Linked DNA regions of Mus musculus: region 2 is linked to region 1. The links are chromatin contacts, called in public HiChIP or PLAC-seq maps. All regions are on one chromosome and are shown on one strand. The core of a region is the stretch at or near the end of the contact, and the rest is flanking DNA. Distances in the headings are between cores, read along the strand shown.

Region 1 (5,542 bases), core at 803-3,302:
TAAGGTGATGTAAACAACTATACAAGAGCAATACAGTGACAAGCCTTAATCTAAATGGCACTTCCCCAAATTGACCTGCATGCCTAGTGCTTGCCAAAGCTTCAGAATTTTTTTTTTTTTTTTGGTCAATGAAAAGATCTAGATGCTTAAGGGAAACTTGTTAACTGCTAGTAAGCAATCTTTCCTAATCTTTCCAGTGCAGTTGGGGGTCAGAGAGGGATGGCAGGCATGGATGGCACTACTGAATCTGTATGTGGAAAGATAGCTCTGGATGCAGAGAAGCAGGAGACGGAGCGGCCCACTCACAATTTTTTCCAGTGCTGGGAAGATTAAAGCAGTACGAAGGAAAGGAGATGGAAGACTAGATGTATGTTGCCTACATGAGCTTGAGAGAAGGGAGATAATCCATTATGATCTGTCCATTGGAATTTACCCTGAAGATGACTTTACTGAACACTTTCTCCCATCATTCATATGGTCATCTTCATCCACTAAGACGCCCTGAGGATTCTTACTAATAAACATGGCATCGCAAAGAACTTATAAGAAAGGAGGATCTCGGCCACAGAAGTGTGGAGCAAGGAAAACTTGCCCTCTTTGTGTCTCAGCTCGGCTCTCTTGAAGCTTACATCTGCTGACCTTCTTTCTCAAAGAGATGGTGCTTTGAAGGTGGCAAAACTGAAAACATCCGCTGCATACATGAATAGTCAGTACTCAACCTGCAGGCACAAACCTAACAGCTGTGCCAAAACAGGAAGCGTCGGTTGGTTCCCAGTGGTAGGAAATGTAAAAGAATGGGCAATTCAAGCTCACCTTGCAAAATGACATGCACAGTGTAGCTCCCCCAGTAAGGTTAAGGGCAGAAACTCTAAGAGTCTTTAAGCCAAAACTCAGTGCTTACCTGTACGTGGGAAAGGGAATAAAACATTGCACACTATCAAACTCATTACCTGCTTTCCTCATATGTGTAGCGTAGTGTTAGGGATTGCTACAAACGCCAACCCAAATGGTGACAACAAAGATGTGCTATATACCACTCATTGTAATATTACTTTCTTTTTTTTTTTTTTTTTAAAGTATTACACTGGGCCAGGCGTGGTGGTGTATTCTTTTAATTCCAGCACACAGGAGGCAGAGGCAGGCGAATCGCTAGAGAGTTCAAGGCCAACATTGTGAGTTCCAAGACAGGCAGGTCTCAAAAGTGAGACCGTCTCAAAAAAAAAAAAAAAAACAGAACAAGAAATAAAGTTCTGCAGAAATAAACAGCATGGGTGAGTTTTAAAGGCACTCTAGTATACTAAGCAAGACACAGAAAACAAGACACTCTGGTTTTGTTTAGGACATCATGGGAAAACAAAACTGGCAGGGATTAAAACAGAAGCAGGTCAGGGCTTGTAAGGGGATGGGAAGGGAGAAAGAGCTGACTACAAAGAAGCGCAAAGGGAACTGGGGATGTAAATGATGAAAACGGTCTCAATTTTGCGGTAAAACCGCAAGTCAGTGAAGCCTACCTGAAGAGCACACCTAAAAAGGGGTTCGCATACCTAAGTTACATCTCAAGAAAAAACAGTTCCCAACAAAGGGTGCACACTGGTCCAGAGCGCGCCTCACAAAGCCCCCGCTGGCGCCGGGCCAGACGAGCCACCGCGCCGGCGCGAGCAGGGCAGCAGGGAAGGATCCTGGGGCACCAGCACAGCACCGCACCGGGGACACCTTACCGATGTTCCCCTCGATGGAGATCTTCTTGATGCGGGTCCCCTCGGAGCTGGTCGAGGGAGAAGGGCAGAACCTCTTAGGTGGGGTGGCCATGCCTAGCTCCAGACGGCTCGGGTGCGGAACCTGCAGGGACACGGCGGCACGGGCGGCTCCGGGTTGCAGCGTCAATCTCGCGCCGGCGGGACCCGCACTTTGACTTTGGCGCGCGGAGGCGCAGGCGATTGGGCAGACCGTGGAGAACCCGCCCTGACGGCCCCGACTCCCACCCTATACGCCTCGCCCTCGCGGGATCTGCATGTCTGTGGTTCCTCCGGGCGGGCCGGGCGTCCCAGGAGCGCAGGGTAGGGGGCGGGGCTTGTGAGGAGAACCCTGAGAGAGCCGGGCGACTGACCGTGCGCGACGAGCTGTGAGCCGGAGGGGGCGGGGCCTGCGGGATGAGCAGTGGGAGGGCGGGGGGCGGGCCTTGCGCAATGAGCTCATTCGAGGGCAGGGGCGGAGCTTGAGCGAAGCGCCTAGGGAAGAGTAGGGTCAGGCTTTTCTGGACCAGCCCTTTGGGATCCTGTCAGGCTTCGTGGTTTGAACTTTTCCGGGAAGAAAAGTAAGAACTAGTAATTTCAAACTAAGAGCCTCAGTAGGTGTCTCTCACAGAAAACGTGTAGCTGTCCGTCACTGTCTTAAGAGTTATTTCGTTAACCAGCGATCTAGTACCATCCACCATACAGGATAGTGCCTAGAATGAAAGGAAGGGAGGGAGTGGCTACTGGTTTAAAGTCTGGGACCAGAAGTGAGACTGGAAACTGGCATCATAACACCCAAGGTCTCCACTTTAATTTGCATGCTACACCGTGCTGTTTATAAAGTTACCTAACACTAGGTATGTTTCTCAGCAGCATGGCTATGACTTAACATTGCATGTCCATGGCCTAACATGTAATTAATGTTTAAAGTCATATACACATGTTTATACATAGAGATGTACTCTGCACACACACACACACACACAGCATTCTGCTAGGTTGAGCTAGAGAGAGGTGCTATTTAATCAGGGTATAGACCTGGTAAAAAGATTACCCATCTGGAAGTCAGATTCAAATTATCTACAAAAACAAAGGAACTTATTTTTTTTTTAGCGTGTAACTATCATTTGACCTAAAATATGTCCTAAAAATGGACCTAGCAGCGGAGAAATGACGACTTCTACAAAAAAAGGAGCAGGTATTAAAGTGAGTTGTTGGACTGGCTGGATTTAAGGCCCACTCCATGAGATGTAACACATATCTGACACTGCTCAGGTGGCAATCCAAATACTGTTCTGCTACAATAACTGAACAATAAAATGATACCTAGTGATATCCTATAGGTCAGTATCTCTTGTAGCCAGCATCAGAGATGCTTCTTTCTGCAGAACCAAACCCACAAAGGCATAAAGTGCAGAGAGGGAGACCTTGGCATACTCTGCTTTAAATGGGATGTCTCCACCAAAGCCCTCTCCTCAGGGCTCTGGGAACCTTATGGAAAACGATGGGGAAAGTCTAGGAGTCAGAGGCAATGGAGGACACCAAGGACACAAGGCCTTCTAAACCCACCATGACCAACACACACATGAATTCACAGTGAGGCAGCATGCATGTTCCCTGCATAAAGCTAAGCCAGTTGGGGTCCTAGAGCTGAAAAAGTGGACACATGGCTCTGACCCTAGCCCAGAAGTTATTCCAATTGAAAACTGCTTGTAAATGAAAAAATTAGTTTTCCCTAACATACTCTCACTGGGAATACAAACCACTCTTAAGGAGAGATGCCATGCCCAGCAGCATAGATGGCCAACACAAAACCAACTCAGTGGCAGTTCTAGAGATCCCTGGCTCCAGAACTTAATGTTTTGTCTGGGTATTAGTTTTGTCATTATACATTTTCCCCCTTACTGGTCCTTCTTATTTATCTTACTACTTCCAGTGTCGTTTTTACGGAATTTCTCTGTGTGCTAATGTATGTCTCTGTCTGTCTGTGTTTCTTGTGCCTTTTCTTTGGTTTTCTCCTAGTAGTTTGTTGGCTTCAGCCTACTCTGATTGTTTTTAATTTTCTCTTATTTCATTACTATTTGCAGATGTTGCTTGTATGCTGATGATAGTAAGACTCTGGATATGGGTAGGGCGGAAAGACAGGATCTGGAAGGAGTTGGGGAAGGGAATCCATAATCAGAATATATTATATGAAAAAATATACTTTCAATTAAGACACTGGAGTGATGGCTCAGGGATTAAGAGCACTGACTGCCCTTGTAGAGGACCCAGGATCAATTGCCAGCTTCCATATAACAGCTCACAATCACCTGTAACTCCAGTTCCAAGAGGACCAATGCCACTTCTGACCTCCACAGGCTCCTGCATGCACACAGTGCATATATGTACACTCAGGCACACACATATACACATAAAACTCTGTGTGAGTGTGTGTGCACGTGCGCACACTCCCACGCATGTCGGGCTCCAGCTTGGCTCCTGGCTTCTGTGTCTTTTTTTTTTTTTTTTTAAATGTGAGTATACTGTAGCTGTCTTCAGACACACCAGAAGAGGGCGTCAGATCTCATTACAGATGGTTGTGGCCACCATGTGGCTACTGGGATTTGAACTCAGGACCTTCTGAAGAGCAGTTAGTGTTCTTACCCACTGAGCCATCTCTCCAGCCCCCCTTCTGTGTCTATTAACACAAGTGGACCTGCACACACATAAATGTCTTCCTGAGTAGTGTGGCAGTGGTCCATTATGATTGACAATAGCCACTATTCAAAATATTTCAACCTTAAGATCTAAGCACAATTCCTGTAACATAAAATTCTCCAAATAATACTTTAATAATACTCTGGAATATACATTTCCTTTTATAACTTCAGATCTTAGGGTATATTATTCTAATGTTACTAATATTATTTAATGATTTATAATAAAGATAAAATGGATCATTTCTTAGTTCAGTTGAAAGGTCCATAAATATTACATTATTTTGCTGTCATTTTTTTTTTCTCTCACTGCAATAGTACACACTAAAGAAAACATTAGTTTTAACTGCAGGCATATAAGAACCTTCAAGTCTGAGAGCCAATGACTTCTACAATTTCTGAATTTTAGTATGTGTGGTACATAGATGGTAACTACCAGTGTTGTAAGAATTACTGAAAGTGCTGCCTAACAAATTTTGAAATGATCAATTTGTTCTAAATACCTTTACTTTTCTTTGAAATGTTTTCATTGTAAAACTACCTACAGTAAAAATAAACTAATGCGAAGGCAGGATTCATGGCCAAACAAAAGTATTTATTAGGGTTTTTTTCCTTATAAACATTTTCTTCTAAAGAAAAAAAACCTAAAATGTAAATACCTCCCATTCTGCCACATAAGACTGTATACATTATTTACATCTATCAAATAAAACATATTACAGATTTTCTGACATTCAGTGTTTCCTTTAAAATAACAACAGTGAAACAACTTTGATCAATAACTAATTTGCATAATCTTGGCACAACTTACAATATGGCGCCTACGTTGCATTTCATATTTTAGATATTTTTGCCCATCTAACTATCTTACTAGAGAACCTGTCCCCCGTGACTGCGGACTCTTGTCTCCGTGCATGTCTTAAGCAGTTGCACAGTGAGAATGCTGCCCTGCTGCTCCCATTACCTGGCACCTGCAGCATTTCTGATTTCTATCTTCAGAAATGATTTCTATTCTGACGTTAAGTATTCCTTATATGCTGTCTTCACAACATTATTTCTACCAATAATTTTAAGTAATAACTTAAATGTATAGAAAAAAATCAAATATAA
Region 2 (5,542 bases), core at 2,012-4,511, 590 kb before region 1:
GTCTGCGGAATGGCAAACCAATGTGATAGAACATAGTAAGAGAGTGAGAGATTAGAAATATACAAAATTGGAAAATTAAGCTCATGGGTGTTTTTACTGCATGCTAATCCTAAAGGCAGATGGATTAGTTTTGAGAATAGTGGAGACCTTGTTTAGGTTGGGTTTTTAAAAGCTTTCTGGGCAGTAGGTGGAAAGGGATTCTCTTAGTTAGGGTTTTACTGCTGTGACCATACACCATGACCAAAGCAACTCTTATAAGAATAACATTTAATTGGGGCTGGCTTAGAGGTTCAGACGTTCAGTCCCCTATCATCAAGGAGGGAGCACGGCAGCATCCAGGAAGGCATGGTGCAGGAGGAGCTGAGAGTTCTACATCTTCATGTGAAAGCTGCTAGGAGATGACTGGCTTCCAGGAAGCTAGGATGAAGGTTTTAAAGTCCATACCCACAGTGACAAGCCTACTCCAACAAGGCCACACCTACTTCAATAAGATCACACCTTCAAATAGTGCAACTCCCTGGATCAAGCATATTCAAACCACCACAGGGATTTATATCTGCCAGGTCCTAACAAGAAAAGGCCACAGTCAAATGTTTTAAGTGAAGAGTTTCAGGGAGAGGTGTGTTGTGGGTTGACTATGAAATGCACCCCCCCACACACACACACTCATACACTAAAGAGTAACAACCTATTTTGGGAAATGACAGAAGCTTTTGGAGACAGTGTCTGGCAGTGTCCCACCCCTGCCTCGGTCTCCCTTCTATTGTATAGCTGTCACAAGGGCAAAGAGCTCTGATCCAAGATGTTCTTCCACAATGATGCTCCTCCTCACAAGACAAGAAACAGCATAGTATGCTGTGGACTGAGAGCTCTGAAACCATGGACCACACTAATCCTTCCCTTCAGTAAGTTGCTTTTCTGAGATATTAGTCAAAGCAAAGGAAAAAAAAAAAAAACCAGATACATGGAAGACTTTAGATATAAGTACAGGTAGAACAGAATCCAACAGGAGCTAGAGAAGTATAGGGACTGTAGAGAGACGGGTGCTGTGAAGATGAGATCACAGATCTTCTACCCGATACTCTGTTTTTCCACATCATGCTACCCATCAATCCAGTCTCTTCCTCTCTAAGAGACAAGCAAGTACACTGTGATCTTGTAGCTGCCTCACTCTGCCTAATGGGAAGACCTAAGAAAACCTTAAATCATAGCTTTCCTGCCTTGCAACTTTGAGCATGTAAATTAGGTCAGTGAGGTCATTTAATATGGATGTATATCTCTTTCCCCTACAAAGTTGTAAAAGCAAGAAGCGCCCCACTGTTTTCTCAGAACAGAATGTCTGTCTCTCTTTAGGACCCCATCATGCTGCCTATGGGATGACGTTATATCTCTCTTAAGATTCTGGAAACTGAAAGCTGTCTCCCTTCATGACAGCTGCATCTCTGAATGCTCTTCCTCAAATCTAAAGGCCTGTTCTCAAGTTTCAAGCCACGGTGCTGGGACTTAATAGAGCTCATCTGAAAAGCAGTCCACCACAGCTTTCTTTCTTCACACGGCTTGTATAAGCTGTAACAGTCCCTTGGAAGCTTGGGAGCCATACAGAATATACAATGATCCTTCAGCCCTGTCTTTTTATGTATGTTTCTCCCAGGTTGGGGATTATCTTTGCCACTGTCATTCAAAGCAACTGGGATCACACAGATGAGGCACTGCTGTTATCATGCCTCTTAACATATTCTCAGAGACCACTCAAACCTCCTCCTCTCCCTTGCGGTATATATGCAGTGAACTGGTTGCTGGCTTGTGACACTTTAGCAGTGCACCTTGCTATATCTCAATCTAGTGTGAGTTTTTCACTGGTATAGCTTTTCATGAGACATATATGTTGTGACTTCACCTCTTCAACTGTGCAGAGTTTCGTGGATCATCCATATAATGGATAGGACCCTTCAGTGGTTTGGCTGCCCAAAGTTCTTAGAGGCTCTCCCAGTGGAATATCAACTTTTGGGTTACTTGTGCTACAGTAAAGTAACCAGAATTAACTCATTGGTTCACAGAAACTAGACTTGGATGGAATCCTTTCTCTTGTTGGTTGTTACCCTCCCTATTAGGGCTTAATAGGCTCTTCTTTACATCTCCCCAGGAAAAGTGAAGAGCCATCCTGGGAGATTGAAAGCCAAGGATACTGCCTCATGACAGCTATTATCTATGGAGAGGTATGAGTACTACCACCCTGTGGAAATGTTAGAAGAATGAAACAAGTGTTCCTTCCTACCTTTTCTCCTTCCAGATCTCTACTGGGACTCTCCTTTTCTGGTACATAGTCATTAAGACAAGAAAGGCAAGCAAGGAGGGAGAGAAGTTTCATTTTGTGAAGATTGACCTCAAGGGAGGAAAAGCAGAGCCCAAAAGGATAGAGCATGACCAGGAAGGAAAGGGCAGGGGCAGAGGGTCGTGTGTGGAAAACGCATCCGTTTTTAAGGAGCAGTTGAGTACACAGCATACTAAGAACTCTAACTGTGAACTTACAATACAGTGTAAACAAGATTGGCCAATATAAAGAATCATTTTCTTAAAAATTTTATTCCATGGTAGAGACACATTTATAAGTGTCGTGCCTATAAGAAATAACTTCACTATCTCTAGAAATAAGTAAAGAAAAAAACCAGTTCTGCCAAACTTATAAAATAAAAAATCAGGCCATATGGGAAGAATCTACTTTACCTTTGGGCTCATTCTCCAGTGTTTGTGCTGGCCTCCCTGGCCTTTAAGTAAACACTCTGCCAGGTAGAAAAATGAATGATAAATGACTGTGAGCAGATATTTAAACGATGCTTCCATGAGAAGGGAACATTAACTTAAAGAAGAATGTTCTAGTAACCATCATACCCAAAGCCTTGGTTTTTCCCATTCCTGTAACTCTGCACTGTCTTCCCCACATTTTACTCTTCCAGAAACACTAAGCCCACCCTCACCCCAGTACCCCAAACTAACAAAACAGCAATAAATTTTGTTTAAAAAACGGGAAAAAAAAATGGAGAGATGTTCAGTTGGTAAGGTGTTTGTGCAACAAGATTTGAATGTGAATCTCTGAAACCACATGAATCCAGGCATGGCAGCGTCTGTTACAACAGGGCACCTATGGTAAGATAGGAAACAGAGGGGAATTTCCCAGAAGCTCCTTGGCCAGATACCCTGGCACATGCACCTGGCAACATAGATGAGACCCTGGGTCAAATCCAGGTGGAAGGTTGTCCTCTGAACTCTACATGCATGCTGCGGCGTATGTGCACCCACAGTCACTAGACAAACTTCTTTCTCCCTCTCTCTCTTTCATACATGCACACATACACACACATATGTACATGCACAGAACTTTTAAGAAAGTGAAGACTAGAGTTCTATTTAGCCTAGAAACACATCAGATTAGTGAGAACAGGGAAGTTGTTGCAATACTAGTTAAGTAAGCTGAAAAAAGGACCAAATTCATTATCCACACAATGATCAGGAACCTTGTAAATGGAGCACTTCTCTTACAAGTAGAGAGTGGCTTGCATTTTGTACCACTTGCTCTCCTTTTGTTATCCTCCTTTACAGTTGAAAAGGTAGGAGTTTAACCACCTAACAAGAAAGAACACAAATACTAAAGGACCAGGGTGTTGCAGTAAATCTCCTCCCAAATATGCCCTGGCAATGAAAACACAACACAATTAATATGACTATATGCTGTGCACCTAGATTGGGCAGATCTACCACTCTATTACCATGTTCCACATCTATGAGACCCCTTAGAACTTGCAGTTTCTCCAGGCCATGTGCTTCTGCTCCACTTTTCTTTTACCTCCTCCTCTTTTGTGTCCTCTCTCAATTCCAATTTTCTCTTCTCACCCCTCTCCTTCCACTCCACCTTCCCTTTTATCTGCCCAATCATCTGCTCTCTTTTATTTTACAAATTAAGGTGGGAAGCAGGTTTACAGGAAATCACCTGAGTGCTGACTCATTCCTTGTTTGCAGCTTCTCACAGGAGAATGGAATTAACATCGAATATAATTAGCCCAGGGCTATCCACAACACCAGTGTATGGGCAAAGAAGACAATTGGGAAAGGCCTACAGCAGGGACAAATGTTACAACTCTATCTGTTTAGGCTATGGAAGAGCATCCACCACAACCAACATGATGCCTAATAAGTAGTGATGGGAAGCTGTGTAAAACACGCCCACTCAAGTGATACAGAGAAGAACAGAATAAAATGCCTAATGTCTCTGTATGTGGCAGATACTAGGTTTAGGGAATTGAGATTTGACAGAATTTTCAAGGGAATGTTCCTTCTTTAATACAGAATTCCAGAATTCTCTATATAGGTCACCTAAAGTGACTGGCTGAGGAACAATCTGTCTAGCTTTAAGGTGAAATCTAAAGAAAACAGACAATAACAATTTATGACCAAAAAAAAACCCAAGAAACAAAAAACAAAATCAAGCAATTACCAAGGAACTAAAAAATGAGCAATTCCTAGAGCTAAAACTGTACCAGAAACTACTTGAATTCCATTCAGCCTCAACTGAGAGATTTTGCTGAAGGTGCAAAGCTTGCACTGAACTGTGGCAAGGCCATAACTAAGGAGAGGAAACAAATTAAACCCTAGAACCAAAGCTACTCTGTATTCAACCAAAATAAACAAGCTTCAAAGTAGAACTTTAGGTAATCAAACTAATCTACCAGAGACTTAACTTTCTTTAAGCAAAACTCAAAACTATCTGACTACCAACAAGTCAGAGAGTGTTTTAGATGTACAAACAAGGGAAGAAGACAAATGACTGGAACATTGTCAGTTAAAATGTATAGAGAGCAATAAAGATTTAACTAGAGATCTAAAACTTACACTGTTTTATATTTTCTCTGCTTACAAAGGGATAGTAATAATTTCCCTTAGAAAAATGATAAAAGTAATAGAAGATATATAAAAAGCAAATGGAATGTTTAGAAAACAGAATTAATATCATCAAAATGAAAATCTAAATAGAGGTAATTAATACAAGTTTGAACACTGTAGTGTGTAAGATCTATAAACTCAGAAAATATCAATAGACCTACTAATATATGACAAGACTAATACTTCTTGACAAAAACTATAAACCAGAGTACAATGCGGAGAAGAAAAACTATCAACATATAATCTTAATACAATAAAATATTCTTTGTGGAGAGAAAAAAAAATAAACTTCATATGAAATCTAAATCTGAGAAAATCCAATGAATGAAACATCAGTGGATGTAAAATAGAATTCTAGTGATATAAATTAACATAAAATAAGATGGGAAAAATAAAAACAGCAAATATCATGATGGTAAAGTGAAACTCAACAGTATATTTACATTTATATGTAAGTATTGTAAATAGTTTGATAAAATATAGAGACCATCAGAGTAGAATATGAGATCTAATGATGACCTAGCTAAGTTAATGAGGTTTCTGTTTCTTCAACAAATATTTGAACGGGTAACTGTCATGTCGGAAGGGAAAGGCTTCCTTGGCTCGT

Evidence for each region. HiChIP or PLAC-seq counts read pairs in DNA pulled down with a chosen protein or histone mark.
Region 2: a contact with region 1 is called in an H3K27ac HiChIP or PLAC-seq map of embryonic stem cells, with 6 read pairs. The contact joins the enhancer-like site here to the promoter of Dck in region 1. A contact is called at or near these places in 5 of 39 promoter capture datasets (3T3-L1-derived adipocytes, cranial neural crest, frontonasal cranial neural crest and 2 more) and 5 of 115 datasets of contacts at active chromatin or transcription factors (embryonic limb bud, embryonic stem cells and forebrain).

Annotation. Positions count from the first base shown.
Region 1 is chr5:88,761,523-88,767,064 of GRCm38.p6, reverse strand. Dck (deoxycytidine kinase) reads right to left here and starts at 2,052. Exons shown (of 7, transcript NM_007832.4): 1 at 1,719-2,052. The coding sequence starts at 1,809.
Region 2 is chr5:89,353,555-89,359,096 of GRCm38.p6, reverse strand. No RefSeq gene overlaps it. Among named protein-coding and RNA genes, the nearest start is that of Gc, 100 kb to the left of the region's middle. Within about 2 kb of position 3,261, at least 9 of the 459 cell types and tissues checked have an H3K27ac peak or open chromatin away from gene starts, as enhancers often do. A contact at or near this core is called in embryonic stem cells, where this site is marked.